Regions from separate parts of the Sus scrofa genome. Here all the other regions are linked to region 3. The links are chromatin contacts, called in public Hi-C maps. All regions are on one chromosome and are shown on one strand. The core of a region is the stretch at or near the end of the contact, and the rest is flanking DNA. Distances in the headings are between cores, read along the strand shown. Region 1 holds the start of HABP4 (hyaluronan binding protein 4). Region 2 holds the start of C10H9orf3 (aminopeptidase O). Region 3 holds the start of PTCH1 (protein patched homolog 1). Region 4 holds the start of ZNF367 (zinc finger protein 367).

What was found. Hi-C and Micro-C count contacts between places; a contact is called where the count stands out from the background.
Region 1: a contact with region 3 is called in a Hi-C map of heart right ventricle, with 4 times the contacts expected there. The contact joins the promoter of HABP4 here to the promoter of PTCH1 in region 3. A contact is called at or near these places in 2 of 47 Hi-C or Micro-C datasets (embryonic fibroblasts and heart right ventricle) and 1 of 2 datasets of contacts at active chromatin or transcription factors (skeletal muscle).
Region 2: a contact with region 3 is called in a Hi-C map of skeletal muscle, with 4 times the contacts expected there. The contact joins the promoter of C10H9orf3 here to the promoter of PTCH1 in region 3. A contact is called at or near these places in 1 of 47 Hi-C or Micro-C datasets (skeletal muscle) and 1 of 2 datasets of contacts at active chromatin or transcription factors (skeletal muscle).
Region 4: a Hi-C map of retroperitoneal adipose tissue shows a contact between it and region 3, with 2.3 times the contacts expected there. The contact joins the promoter of ZNF367 here to the promoter of PTCH1 in region 3. A contact is called at or near these places in 3 of 5 promoter capture datasets (fetal liver, fetal skeletal muscle and liver), 7 of 47 Hi-C or Micro-C datasets (embryonic fibroblasts, heart right ventricle, mesenteric adipose tissue and 3 more) and 1 of 2 datasets of contacts at active chromatin or transcription factors (alveolar macrophages).

The regions. Positions count from the first base shown.
Region 1 is chr10:25,634,595-25,637,418 of Sscrofa11.1, reverse strand. It overlaps HABP4 (hyaluronan binding protein 4), which reads left to right and starts at 1,419. Exons shown (of 8, transcript NM_001244681.1): 1 at 1,419-1,873. The coding sequence starts at 1,510.
Region 2 is chr10:27,471,095-27,474,066 of Sscrofa11.1, reverse strand. It overlaps C10H9orf3 (aminopeptidase O), which reads left to right and starts at 1,720. Exons shown (of 19, transcript XR_002336299.1): 1 at 1,720-1,824.
Region 3 is chr10:26,625,883-26,628,840 of Sscrofa11.1, reverse strand. It overlaps PTCH1 (protein patched homolog 1), which reads right to left and starts at 1,676. Exons shown (of 24, transcript XM_013980137.2): 1 at 1,215-1,676. The coding sequence starts at 1,217.
Region 4 is chr10:25,706,458-25,709,389 of Sscrofa11.1, reverse strand. ZNF367 (zinc finger protein 367) reads right to left here and starts at 1,679. Exons shown (of 5, transcript XM_021064593.1): 1 at 885-1,679. The coding sequence starts at 1,292.

The sequences.
Region 1 (2,824 bases), core at 170-2,669, 990 kb after region 3:
GCTATTGTGAGTAGTGCAACTATGAAGATCAGTTACAAGTTTTTGTTTGAACACCTGCTCCTCTTTTAGATTAAAAAAAAAAAATAGGCTTTTAATCATAAACCTCCACTGACTCCAAGAAGGAGAAGACCAGCTACCTTAAAATCTTCAGTCATTCAACAAATATTTCCTGAGAACCTACTGTACAGCTACCTAGAATGCTAAGCACTGGGGATATAAGTTGCAATGAATACGACAGACATCATCCCTGTCCTACTCCTTGTGAATGACAGAAAATTGAATAAGTGAGTAAAACACAGACCTGGCAGCAGTTTTAGGATTAAGAGTTCTTTTTCCATTTGCTATTAAAGGACAGCAAAAGCTGGTAATGACCCACCTAAGCAAGATGCTGTAGCAGAATGCTTTTGGATACAAGAAACAAGTATAACGAAGACTAGTTTAAACAATAATGGCATTTGCTGTCTTACAGAATAAGTCTGAGGCAGGTAGATTCCGGACCGTGGTTAAGTCAGCAGCAGCACATCATCAAGGAACAAGGTTTTCTCCATCATTCTGCTCTGCCACCCTCACTGTCACAATAAGGGCCAGCAACTCCAAGCATCATGTCCCCCTCACATAACATGGACCAAAAAACAGAAGTGGAAAGATGACAGATCCCTTCCCAACCCTTTTTAGGTACCAGAAAAATGTTCCTCCAAGAAATCCTCCGGAAGACTCACCCACGGTTTGTTCTGCCAGATTTGCACCACATGCCTATACCTCACCAGTCAGGCCCTCCCCTAACTCTGCAAACTGGTTCACTGAGTTTGAATGGGTTGTGCTTCACCCCAGCTCAAGATTCCAGGACTTGCCTTTGCTCCTGGCCCTTGTCATCCTTCAGATCTCAGCTTAACCATCATTTCCCAGGGAAAGTCTTTTCAGGCTTCTTAATTAGGTCAGGTCCCTTTGCTATAGGATCATAGAGAAGTATGGGCCTTTCTTTTAGAGCACTTTTCTGCCTATAGACTGTAAGATCCACGAAAACAAGGAGCTAATATCTCCTACAACATAATGTCTGGCACATATAGTGTCCACTGTGTAGTTGTTGAATGGCTCAACCAATATATAAACTTCAAAGAAGAGTGGCCGATGATGAATTCAGGGAGAACGCAAATAATGGCTAGGATCCACCCTCATAGCCCAGCTGCCTAGCTCCGCCCCTTGGGCCCCACCCCTCCCTGCCGAGTCGTGGGGCGGGGCATAGAGGTCGCATGACGTGACAGCAGCCAGTCGCTGATTGGGTTTCCAGTCGTGCCGGCTAGGAAAGGGGGCGTGTCCGCGTGCGCTGATTGGCTGTCTGGTAGCGGCTGGGCGGGCGGCGGCGGCGGCGCGGGGGCGGGCGCTGGGAGGGACGGGACTGGGCAGGGCAGGGAGGGCAGTAGCTGCGGGTAGGATGGGTCCTCGCCGCCGGCTTCGTTGAGACTTGCTCGCGTGGGCTGCCCTCGGCGGGCCCGCAGTGGCCGCGGCGGCATGAAGGGCGCTCTGGGGAGTCCTGTGGCCGCGGCCGCCGCAGGCGCCGTGATGCAGGAGAGTTTCGGCTGCGTAGTGGCCAACCGCTTCCACCAGCTGCTGGACGACGAGTCAGACCCGTTCGACATCCTGCGCGAGGCCGAGCGCCGGCGCCAGCAGCAGCTGCAGCGCAAGAGGCGCGACGAGGCGGCGGCGGCGGTGGCAGCGGGGACCGGCAACCGCGGTGGCAGGAGCCCGGCTGGGGCTTCGGGCCACAGACCCGGCGCGGGCGGCGGCCGGAGGGAGTCCCAGAAGGAGCGCAAGAGCCTCCCGGCCCCCGGCGCACAGCAGCCGGACAGCCCCGGGGGCGGCCCGCAGCCGCCTGGTACGTGCGCCCCGCCCGGCACCTGGGCGGCCCGTGGTGGGCGCGGTGGGCAGGAGGGAAAGGAGAATGGGGTCAAGGAGGTCACCCTTCCTCAGCTCCCTCACGATCCCCCGCTGCGAGACTGGGGTCCCTGGAACCTGTTCAGAAAGAGCAAGGGGCTCTGGAAAGAGTTGGCTGGAGTTGAGGGTCCTTGTGGCCCAGGAAGGTGGGGGAAAGGACGGGAATCGGGGGTGTCACGCCACTTCTGGCCTTTTTTAGTCCCTTCTGGGGGCAAGGGAGAGTGCAAGCTTGGAATAGGGGGTTTCAAAACCCTGCGGCTGAGCCTTTACAAGTTGGCCAAAGTTGAGGACTATTTCTGGGGTTGAGGTGTAGGGGCGAACACTGGGGTCGCTGCCCTGGGGCTCTCAAATATAGAACTAGCCGGGACCTTCTCCATCCTCCAGCCTAACCTCTGCAAGATTCTCATCGGGAGGTAGAAAGAAAAGGGTGGTGGGAAGGGGAGAGGAGCGCCCCTCTTAAGGAGGATGGAGAAGGGCGCAACCCGGCCCTTTGGGAGTGGCTGCGAGAGCCCGGGACGTGTGAAGGATCTCCGGGGTGAGGGGCTGGATCCTCTGTGATGGAGGGAAGGCCCGAGTGACCGCGGGGGCGGGCTGTGACGTCAGGGCCGCCAGCGGAATGCGGCGGGGGTGGCCGCGGGGTCCCCGGCGCCTTCCAAGTTCTGTGCCTTCACCCATCCTTCTTAGGATAGCTTCCAGCAGTCGTCCGGTACGTTTTCAAGGCAGCAAGCAGTGTTGATGGGTTGTGTAACTTGTGATTAACTCTGACTGCCTTAAGAAGAGCGTTTTTAATTTTTTCAACACGAATATTCAAAGTTCCCCACAACCTGCTTAGCCAGAACGGCCAGTGCAATGGTATACTACTGTCTGCATTCAGGGATGGTGGGTGCCCAAG
Region 2 (2,972 bases), core at 471-2,970, 850 kb before region 3:
AGATAAGGAAAAGGAAAAGAAAGAGAAGCCCCTTAATGGAAACTGAGGGGAAACAGTCAGAAACATAAGAGGGCTTGGTAACAATGAAGCAAAGGGATCAGGGTTGGAAGGAGGAGGATCCAATCTTGTGAAGTATTAGACATTGTCTTAGTTATATTATCCAGCTATTTGCACAAGCCCAAAGTTTAGGAGTCATTTTTGACAACTTTATTTTTCTTATGGCCTTATTTAATGGATGTCCAAGTCTGTAATATCTACTTCCAAATTATTCCTTAAATTTAATTTATTCCTCTCATTTCTTACCTGATCATTGCAAAAGCAACTATTCTCTCTGCATCCTTTCTTGTCTCCAAATTGCTGTTATACACAGCAGCCAGGGTGATGTCACAAAACCAGATCCTGTCACTCACATGTTTGGAACTCTGACTTGCTGAGCTCATTTTTCATTCTTCCAGGGGAAGCCTAGCCTACTTCCTCACTTTTGCAAGGGCACCACCACATTCTGTCCCCTCCCCGGTAGTTTTTGAACCTGTTGCTCCTTCTCTTGGTTGCTCTTACTACAGATCTTCAGAGCTAGCTTCTTCCCTTCTCAGTTCAAGGAGCCTCTTCATAGGGCACTTCCTTGTGATCCTTCCTTTAGTTTCTAAATAATTCACATCAACTTTTTGGTTTTTCAGTGCATATGGAAGTTATGTTTACACCATACTGTAGTCTGTTAAGCGTGCAATAGCATTATCTCAAAAAAAACCTTAATTAAAAATAGTTTGTTGCTAAAAAAGCTAACTATTATTACTAGTAGTCTTTTTTTTTTTTTTTTTTTTTTTTTTGTCTTTTTGCCTTTTTCTGGGGTCGCACCTGCGGCAGATGGAGGTTCCCAGGCCAGGGGTCTAATTGGAGATGTAGCCGCCAGCTTAGGCCAGAGCCACAGCAACACGGATCTGAGCCGAGTCTGCAACCTACACCACAGCTCAGGGCAACGCCGGATCCTTAACCCACTGAGCAAGGCCAGGGATCGAACCCGCAACCTCATGGTTCCTAGTTGGATTCGTTAACTACTGAGCCATGACGGGAACTCCACAAGTAGTATTTTTAAACAAATGGCTGCATTTGTGGCACATGGACGTTCGGAGCCAGAGGTTGAGCCACAGCCAATGCAGAAGCAACGCCATGTAGTTATGCTGTGAGCCACAAGGGAAGTCCCTAACCATTACTTGACAATGGCAGAGTTGCCACAAACCTTCAGTTTGCTAAAACTGCAATACCTGTAAAGTGAAACAAAGTGAAGTGCAATAAAACAAGGTATGTCTAAAATATCTTTGTTGAGTTATTCAATGTTTGCTTTCTCAACAAAATGGTAATGTCCATGAAGTTAGAATAGCGTCTATTTCGTCATCGCTGTACCCCAGATTCTATCTATGACAGTGCTTGCCTGGGACACAGTAGGACTTTAATATTGTGGTGGAACGAACAAGTATGTAGACAGATATACAAAAGGCATAGCAAAATAAAGAATAAAAAGTCCATGTCTGCATTTCAATAACATTTTTTTTTTCTTAAGTGCCTATAAGGTTTTGCAATTGGGAATAGCTGGGTAAGAGGGAATCCCTGCAAAACCCAAACTAATTTCTCTTTCGCTCCTTCCTAAACCAGAGGGAGCTCCGCGCCTGCGCAGACCTCCACTCCCCCCGCCTCTTCCCAAGGGGGCGGGGTCAGGCCTGCTCCAGCCCAGGCGCGCGAGGATGACGTCACTCGGCGCGTGCCCGGGTAGCCCGTGGTAACACCTAATCAGCGGAAGTGGAGACCCGTGGCAGGCGGCTGAGACAGGTAACCTATGTGCTCCCTGTTGGGTCCCTGCCTGTCTCTCCTGCGGCACTGAGATGGTGGCGGGGTCGGCAGCGTCCCACCTTGAAGGTGACCGGGAGCCCGCCCCTACCTTCATCTTTCTTGAACAGCGGGGTCCCCATTCCTCTCAGTCCTCCAAACTCCTGAGGCTGAACCCGGTCTGGGGACTGGGCTGAGCGGGCTCCTCTTCTCCGCCTCCTCCCTCGGCGTTGCTGTGGGCTCTGAAGGGCCTCTCCTTGGTGGCTCAGACCTTTTCTCAGACTGAAGTTGCCTCCTCCTTCCTCTCTTACCTCCAGGCCCACCTCACCTGCTTCTTTCCGCTCCTAGCCCCACGGTGCTAATCTCCAGTCTTGTTTAAGGAGACAGAAATTTCCTCTTCTGTCCTTTTTCTCTTGCAGTGATACCTAGCTACCTCCCCTCCTGCCTGAGAATCCGTACTGAGAGCTCCAAGTTTTGAGTTGAGTTCTTGTGTTCCTAAGGAGCATTCGTTCTCCATCAGTGTGGAGTTTTGCTTATTAAGTAAGGCATGTATTTATTGGCTGAGGGGGTGGTGCAATAATGTGAACAGTTATTGTGATAATAGATGGTTCACATGGCATCCAGTTAACTGTTGAGATAGATAAAACATTTATAGCCTTTCCTTAAAACGCTGCTGTCCCCGTATTTCTTTTTGGTTTTCAAGTAATGATGCTTAATCAATTATCCTTGCAAGGGTAGCCTTCAAAATAAATAAGCAGCAGAACCCTATTGAAAATGTTTTGACCGCCAACAATTAATAAGTTTCGTATTATTGATAAAGGACTATGGGTTATTACAAAACCAACCAGAACAGATGTGGGAGGAGACACAGGATTCTGATATTTTTTTATCTCATAGATGCTTTGGTTTTATATTTTCTTGTATTTTTAGTACATCCCATTTTTGCATAGAGCATATGGTACTTATTCTAATTCTGAGAAGCCCGTGAATGACTTGACAGTTGGTAAGATTAGGCTCTTATATTTGGGGGACAAGGTAGAAAAGATCGGAGAATAATAGTAGTCATTCATTATTGGCCAGCAGCTATATTCCGGGAACTCTTTTCCACACTTTGCAGGTGTTTCTTCCTTAGCTTACACAAGAACCTGGTG
Region 3 (2,958 bases), core at 427-2,926:
TAGTGGGTCTTTATTGTTTGTGTCTAGTTCTTTTATACCCCCCCCCCCCAGGGAAGAAGGATAAAAAAAAAGATGGTCTCCTTTCCCAAGTCAAAGAAAATAGAGGTGTCTGGATGTCTTCCATAGACATATGAATAGATGTCTATGGTCCTTCTTAGGTGATGTAAATTGAGAGCTGAAATCTTTGGATTTATTGCTCCTCCACAAAGTAGAAGTCATTTTTAACATCAACTTAAATACCCGAAGACAGAGTGTACATGTCACCCCTGAGATACAATCTCTGGAGGTCCTGTGGTCTCGGGGTTGTCACCGGGTCTAAATGGGTTTGGATCAGTCCCACCAATCTCAGGGCTTCCCTCAAGCCACACTTAGCCTTCCCAGCACTGGGCTAGCAGCCCATCTCCTTAGTGGTTGGCAGGCACCAGAATGCCCGATTCCGTGGATGCAAGAGTCAACACCCAGCTCTCTTCTACCCGTGGCCCCTTCCTGAACTCAGAAAAGCCCCTCTGGCCCCTTTTCCCACCCACAGCGGCGGGGAGGAGGATGTTCGCGCTTCGGGTTTTGATAAGGTGTTTCTCTCCTAACCTTGGGTGTCCCACTCAGGCGTCCCAGCCCGGGTGCCCAGAGCATCGGCTGTGGGCGCGAGAGCGTGCGCCCAACCCCTGGGGCAGATCTCCCCGAGCTCCCGGGAGACAGGAGAAGTGGCCCGGGTGCGCGCGCGCTCTCGGCCCGCACCCTCCCCCCGGCGCTGTCACTCTCCGCACCAGCCCTCCATCCCCAGCTCTGCCTTCGCTGGCAGTCAGTAGCCACCACCAGGCTGATGAGCGGAAGCCAAGGTGGCGACCCTTTCAAGCGTGAAAATGGGATCCCAGGCGACCCCCTCCGTGAGAATTCCCCTCGGAGCCGTTCCCCGGCCGGGCCCTCCGCAGCCAGCCCCCTCCCCACCCCGCGGGGCTGGCCTCGGGGGGCGGGGGCCCAGAGCGTGCGAGCGAGCGAACGAGCGAGCCTGGAGACGCTGGCCGGCGCCCCCTGCGCCCCGCCGGCGCAGCCCACCCAGCCCCGCGGCCCCGGCGCGCCACCCGCCCCGCCCGCTTGCCCGGCCGGCCGGCCCTCTGGCCGCCGCGCCGGGAGCCCAGGCCCCGCAACCCCGCGTCCCCGGGGCGCACGCCGCGCGAGAGCAAAGTGGCGGCGGCGGCCGCGCCGGCTGCACTCACCATAGCCGGCCGTCAAGCCCTGCTCGGAGCGTGGGTGCCGATGGCGCGGACGCTGCGCTTGGATTTCACATCAATTCCTTCCCCCCCGTGCCCCCCTTTCCTGGTCCTCCGCTCCTCCGTCTTCTCCCCGTCTTCCCTCGTCTCCCCCTAGCCTTGTCGCCGCGGGTCTCTTTGTCTTCGCTGTCGTCGTCTTTTTCTTCGTCTTCGTCTTCTCCTCCTCCTCCGTCTTTACAAAAGGAACGGAAAGTGTAAAAACCCCGGCGCGCTGGGCCGCCGGAGGCTTTCGGCGGAGTGCAGCGCGGACTCACAATTACAAGCCTGTTTCTATTAAGCAGTTCCATGGCCCTCGGCGTGGGTGGTCTGCCGCGCCATAGGCAGGACCTGTCAGGGTCACGTGACAGATCCGAAAACTTTACCCCTTTACAATAAACTCAAGGAAAGCAAAGTAAACTCGAGGAACGTGCTATCAGCACAGCCCTCCTGGGTAAACAGGCTCTCCCCTCCCCGCCCTCCTGGGAGGCGTCCCGCCGAGCGAGCTCTAGCGAGCCCCGGCCCCCCCCCCGCCCCCCGCGGCTCTGTCTGCTGGGGGCCGCGGGGCGGGGGGTCTCCGCTCCCCGCCTCGCCTTCCCCACCTAGGGCTTCCCCACCCTACGCACGTTATTTGCTAACACAAGCCTCTTGCCCCAACGCCTCCCCCCCCCGCCCCCCGGGGGGGGGTGTCTTGGGGGATCAGGGAAGCTTATTTCAGCATCCTTGGCACTCCGGGGAATGCGAGGTGCCCAGAGCGCCTCGGAAGGGCACCACTTTTCCTGTCCTCAGTTTTCAAAGCGCTTTCCCGTTTGCATTCCCACGGAAACGCCGGGAAGCTGGGAGCCTTCTGGTTGACAGGCCCACAGGCTGACAGGGAGGCAGAGAGCCGGGGAAGTCCCGCAGATAACAAGCGCCTCCCGGGGGACATGTTCACTGTACCAAGATGTATGCGGTGTCGTGAAGCTTCTGTCGGGGGGGCGGGGTGGGGAGAGAGGCCCTGGGAAGCTGCTACTTCTGAAGAGGCTAAGGTGGAGTTCCTTGGAAACCAAGATTGGTAGCTGGCTGAGGGATCACTAATTGATATTTGCTTTTTTTTTTTTTTTTCCTTCCAATTACTGTGGTTTTTGGGGTATGCCACCCAAACGCTCCCACCCACGCTGCCTTCCCAAACGAGGCCAGTTTGGGTGATTGGGCTAGACAGGAGCGCTGTGGGTCCGCGCAGAACCACTCTTAGCCTCTTACCCTAAATGGAAAGTCCTATTCAGGGGAGCCCCTGCTACAATGTTCAACATTTTATCTGCTCGAACCTGCAGGATAGACTGTTTCCCACACAGACTGCTGAAAGGTGCTATTTTAAAATTTACCCCCGTTTGGAAGAAAGATGAATTTCAGATACAGGGGGAAGGGGGAAGATAATTTATTGAAACTATCGAGAGTTTACTAGGGAGTTCCCCTTGTGGCTGAGTAGTTTGAACCCGACTAACATACATGAGGATGTGGGTTCCATCCCTGGCCTCACTCAGTGGGTTCAGGATCCGGTGTTACCTTGAGCTGTGGTGTAGGTTGCAGACCTGGCTGGGATCTAGTATTGCTGTGGCTGTGGTGTAGGCTGGCAGCTGCACCTCTGATTCGGCCCCTAGCCTAGGAACATCTATATGCCACAGGCCTGGCCCTAGGGAAGAAAAAAAAAAGTTAACTAGATGGTCTTCAAGGG
Region 4 (2,932 bases), core at 430-2,929, 920 kb after region 3:
TAAACCCGGCACTCCCTGAGCTTACAGCCTATAGAGGTAAGTATATGTCAGCAGACAGACTCTCCCAAAACACGCTCAGGTCTAGGAGTCACAAAACTTCCACTATAATCCCAGCACTCACTCTATCTAGCTGTGTACCTTGGGGAGCTCCCTTCACCAATCCCTCTAAGCCTCAGTTGCCCGATTTCTTAACTGTAGGTTTGTACCAGGTAGTCACATCCTTCCCAGCTCTAAACCGGTAAGATTTCGAGCAATTCCAGGTCTGTGACAACAGCGTCCCATTCCACTGCGTGCTCTCAGAACCTAGCAAAGTTGTACGCTGGATGCATGAAACAACACAGCGAGGGCTCAATTCCCGCTGGGGAGGAATCCCCTAAATCCCCTCTTTTTCTTCGGCCATCTCAGCAAAGCATCTTTAGCAGGGTCGGGGTATCTGCGGTGATGAAGCAGAAACTGGGCAACCTGTCCCTTCCCTCACCCAGAGGAACAGTTCAAGGCCCGCGGCCCTTCTCTCCCACTTCCGCCAGAGCGGACCAAGCGGACTGCCGTACTACTGGCAGAGCCACTTGGCCGCGTTACTCCGCGACCCCAGGCCGCGCGCCAACCCAGTGCACCAGCGGACCAGTGGCTTCGGGTCTACTGGGCCTCCCCACCCCCTCTGGCCGGTGTCATGTGACTGAAGCCCCGCCCCCAGGAGCAATTTTTTGGCGCGCGGCAGTGACGTCAGCGTCCTGTCACCCGCCCCCGCCCCGCCGCCGCGGAGCAACCTCGCGTTTTAAACTCGGCCCCGCCCCACCCGCCGAGTCCGCGGGCGCTGCCGGCTGTCCGGCCGCGCCGTTAACGGGCCCTCGCCGCCCCGCGCCCCGCCAGCCGGTGCCGCTTACCTTGAGGTGGCCACTGTCCGGGCTGCTCGCTTCCTCCTCGTCCTCACCTCCCGAGGCGGCGGCGGCCGAGGGGGTGGGCAGGGGCGCGCCCCGGCCCCGAAGCCCCGAGTGCTCGGCGACCGCAGGCAGGGCAGCCGAGGCGGCGCCCCCGGCAGCCCCGGGGCTGAGCGTCACGTTGTGCGCGTTCTCACCCCAGCGCCACGGGTACACCATGAAGTCGCTGAAGCCAGGGCTGGTGGGGATGAGAGGCGGCGGCGGCTCCGGCTCCCCTCCGCCGCCGCATGTGGGCTTGATCGGGGTCGTCCTAATGACCGACACCAGCACCCGCTTCGGGGAGTCCTGGCAGAAGATGACGGGCGGCGGCTGCGGCGGGTTGTCCGCCATTGGCGCCTCCACACCCCGGATCATTGCCCGACCCGGATCCGCAGCCCCAGCGGCCGTGGGCCACACTCCCTGAGCTCGGGTCTGGCCCTTCGCTCCGCTAGCCCGCGCTGCTCCGAGTTGCCGGCTCTCAGTCCCGCCGGCTCATGGCAGGCGGACGTTTCCTGGAACCTTCCTGCGCCGCGGCCAACGAAAGAGCGGAACGGCTCGGTTGGCACCAGGCGGCCGGAGCTGGACCCCAACCCTGGGTCAGGCCGGTCCTCCGCTCTTCGTACCCCAACGCAGGCTGCAGCCGCGGGAAGCAGCAGGCGGCCCGCGTTGCGATGACAGGAAAGCAGGACGCGAGGCGCTGAGCCCCCGAAAATAACAACCTGCCGCCGGGGTCCCTGCTCCAGTTTTTCCCGCGTTACATTTCGCGCCTGGGCGGGGCCAATCACCGCGAAGCCTCTGCCCGCTGGTCGCGGCGGAGAGTGACAGGTCGCTCGAGCCAATGGCCGGGCCTGGACCCCTTTCCAGCCAGAGCGGGGTGGAGCCGGATCTGTGCGCGGGTCCTTTCTGCCACGCCATTGGTCGCCGCTCTTGTATTTTTTTTCTGCCAAAAGGGCCAACAAGCGTTCGAAGCTCCGCGGGAGCGCGCGACGTCTGAACTTGCCAGGACACACCCTCCAGGGTCCCGCCCCGCCAGTCCTCGGAGCGGGTCGTCGAGGTGGGAGGTGCGGGGCCATGGGCGGGGGCGGGCGTCAGGAGTGTTGCCGATTGGAGAGGTGTCGGCGAGGGGCGGAGACAGGGGCGGTCGTTGGCCCGCAGGGGCGCGCGTTCACCGGCCCCACCCGCTGGTGGCTGTTGGTCAGCGGTTCCCGCGCGGCTGGGAATTTAAAGGGCTGGGGCCCAGGCAGCCCGCCCCGCCCCCGGCTCCCGCCACCCGCTTCTGGGGCATCGAGGCCTTCCTCCTGCAATTTCTAGTGGACACCCAGAGGTGCCGACTTTCTTAATGGCTCCCGTCTGCCCAGCTCTTGGGCTCGCTGTGAATTGACCCTCTCCGCACCCTCGATTCGCCCCGAGGCTGAAGCGGTCATCGGTCCCAGCCTTCGGCTTCCCGGACCTCGGTTTCCCAACTGTGCAAAATGGGGTAGTTAGGGAAGTCGTCTCTGAGGTCCCCGAGTGCTGCTCGCCGCTCAGAGGGGACACGAACGCAGGCGTGTGTGTGTGTGTCCGTGGTCACCCCCGGCACAGATACCCGAAAGACCCCGAGGACTCCCCGTCCCCGCGCCGTGGTTCCTCACCCAGTCTGGGGCGCACCTTCATCCCCGAATCTGCAAGGGCGTGGAGATGTGAGTGCCCGGAGGACCTCACCCCACATTGAAAGGACCTTGAACAAGCCGGCGAATCCAGCTCTGACAGTCACCCACCGAGGGCCAGCGTGGGGCTCGGAAGCACAGCACAGCAGACGATGGGGCAAATGGCATGCCCAGCCTCACATTCACTAGAAATGTGAAAGAAGTGACTGTGCCTTGTTTTTTACTGTATTGCCAGGGCCTAGTCTGACACATGGCAGGCCTTCAATAAATATTTGTTGAATAAGTCAATGAATATCCAGTATTTAAGTGTTAGAATTGGTGATTAAGAGCAGAATATTTCTCTCTCGCTCTCCCCTTTCCCCCTTCCTC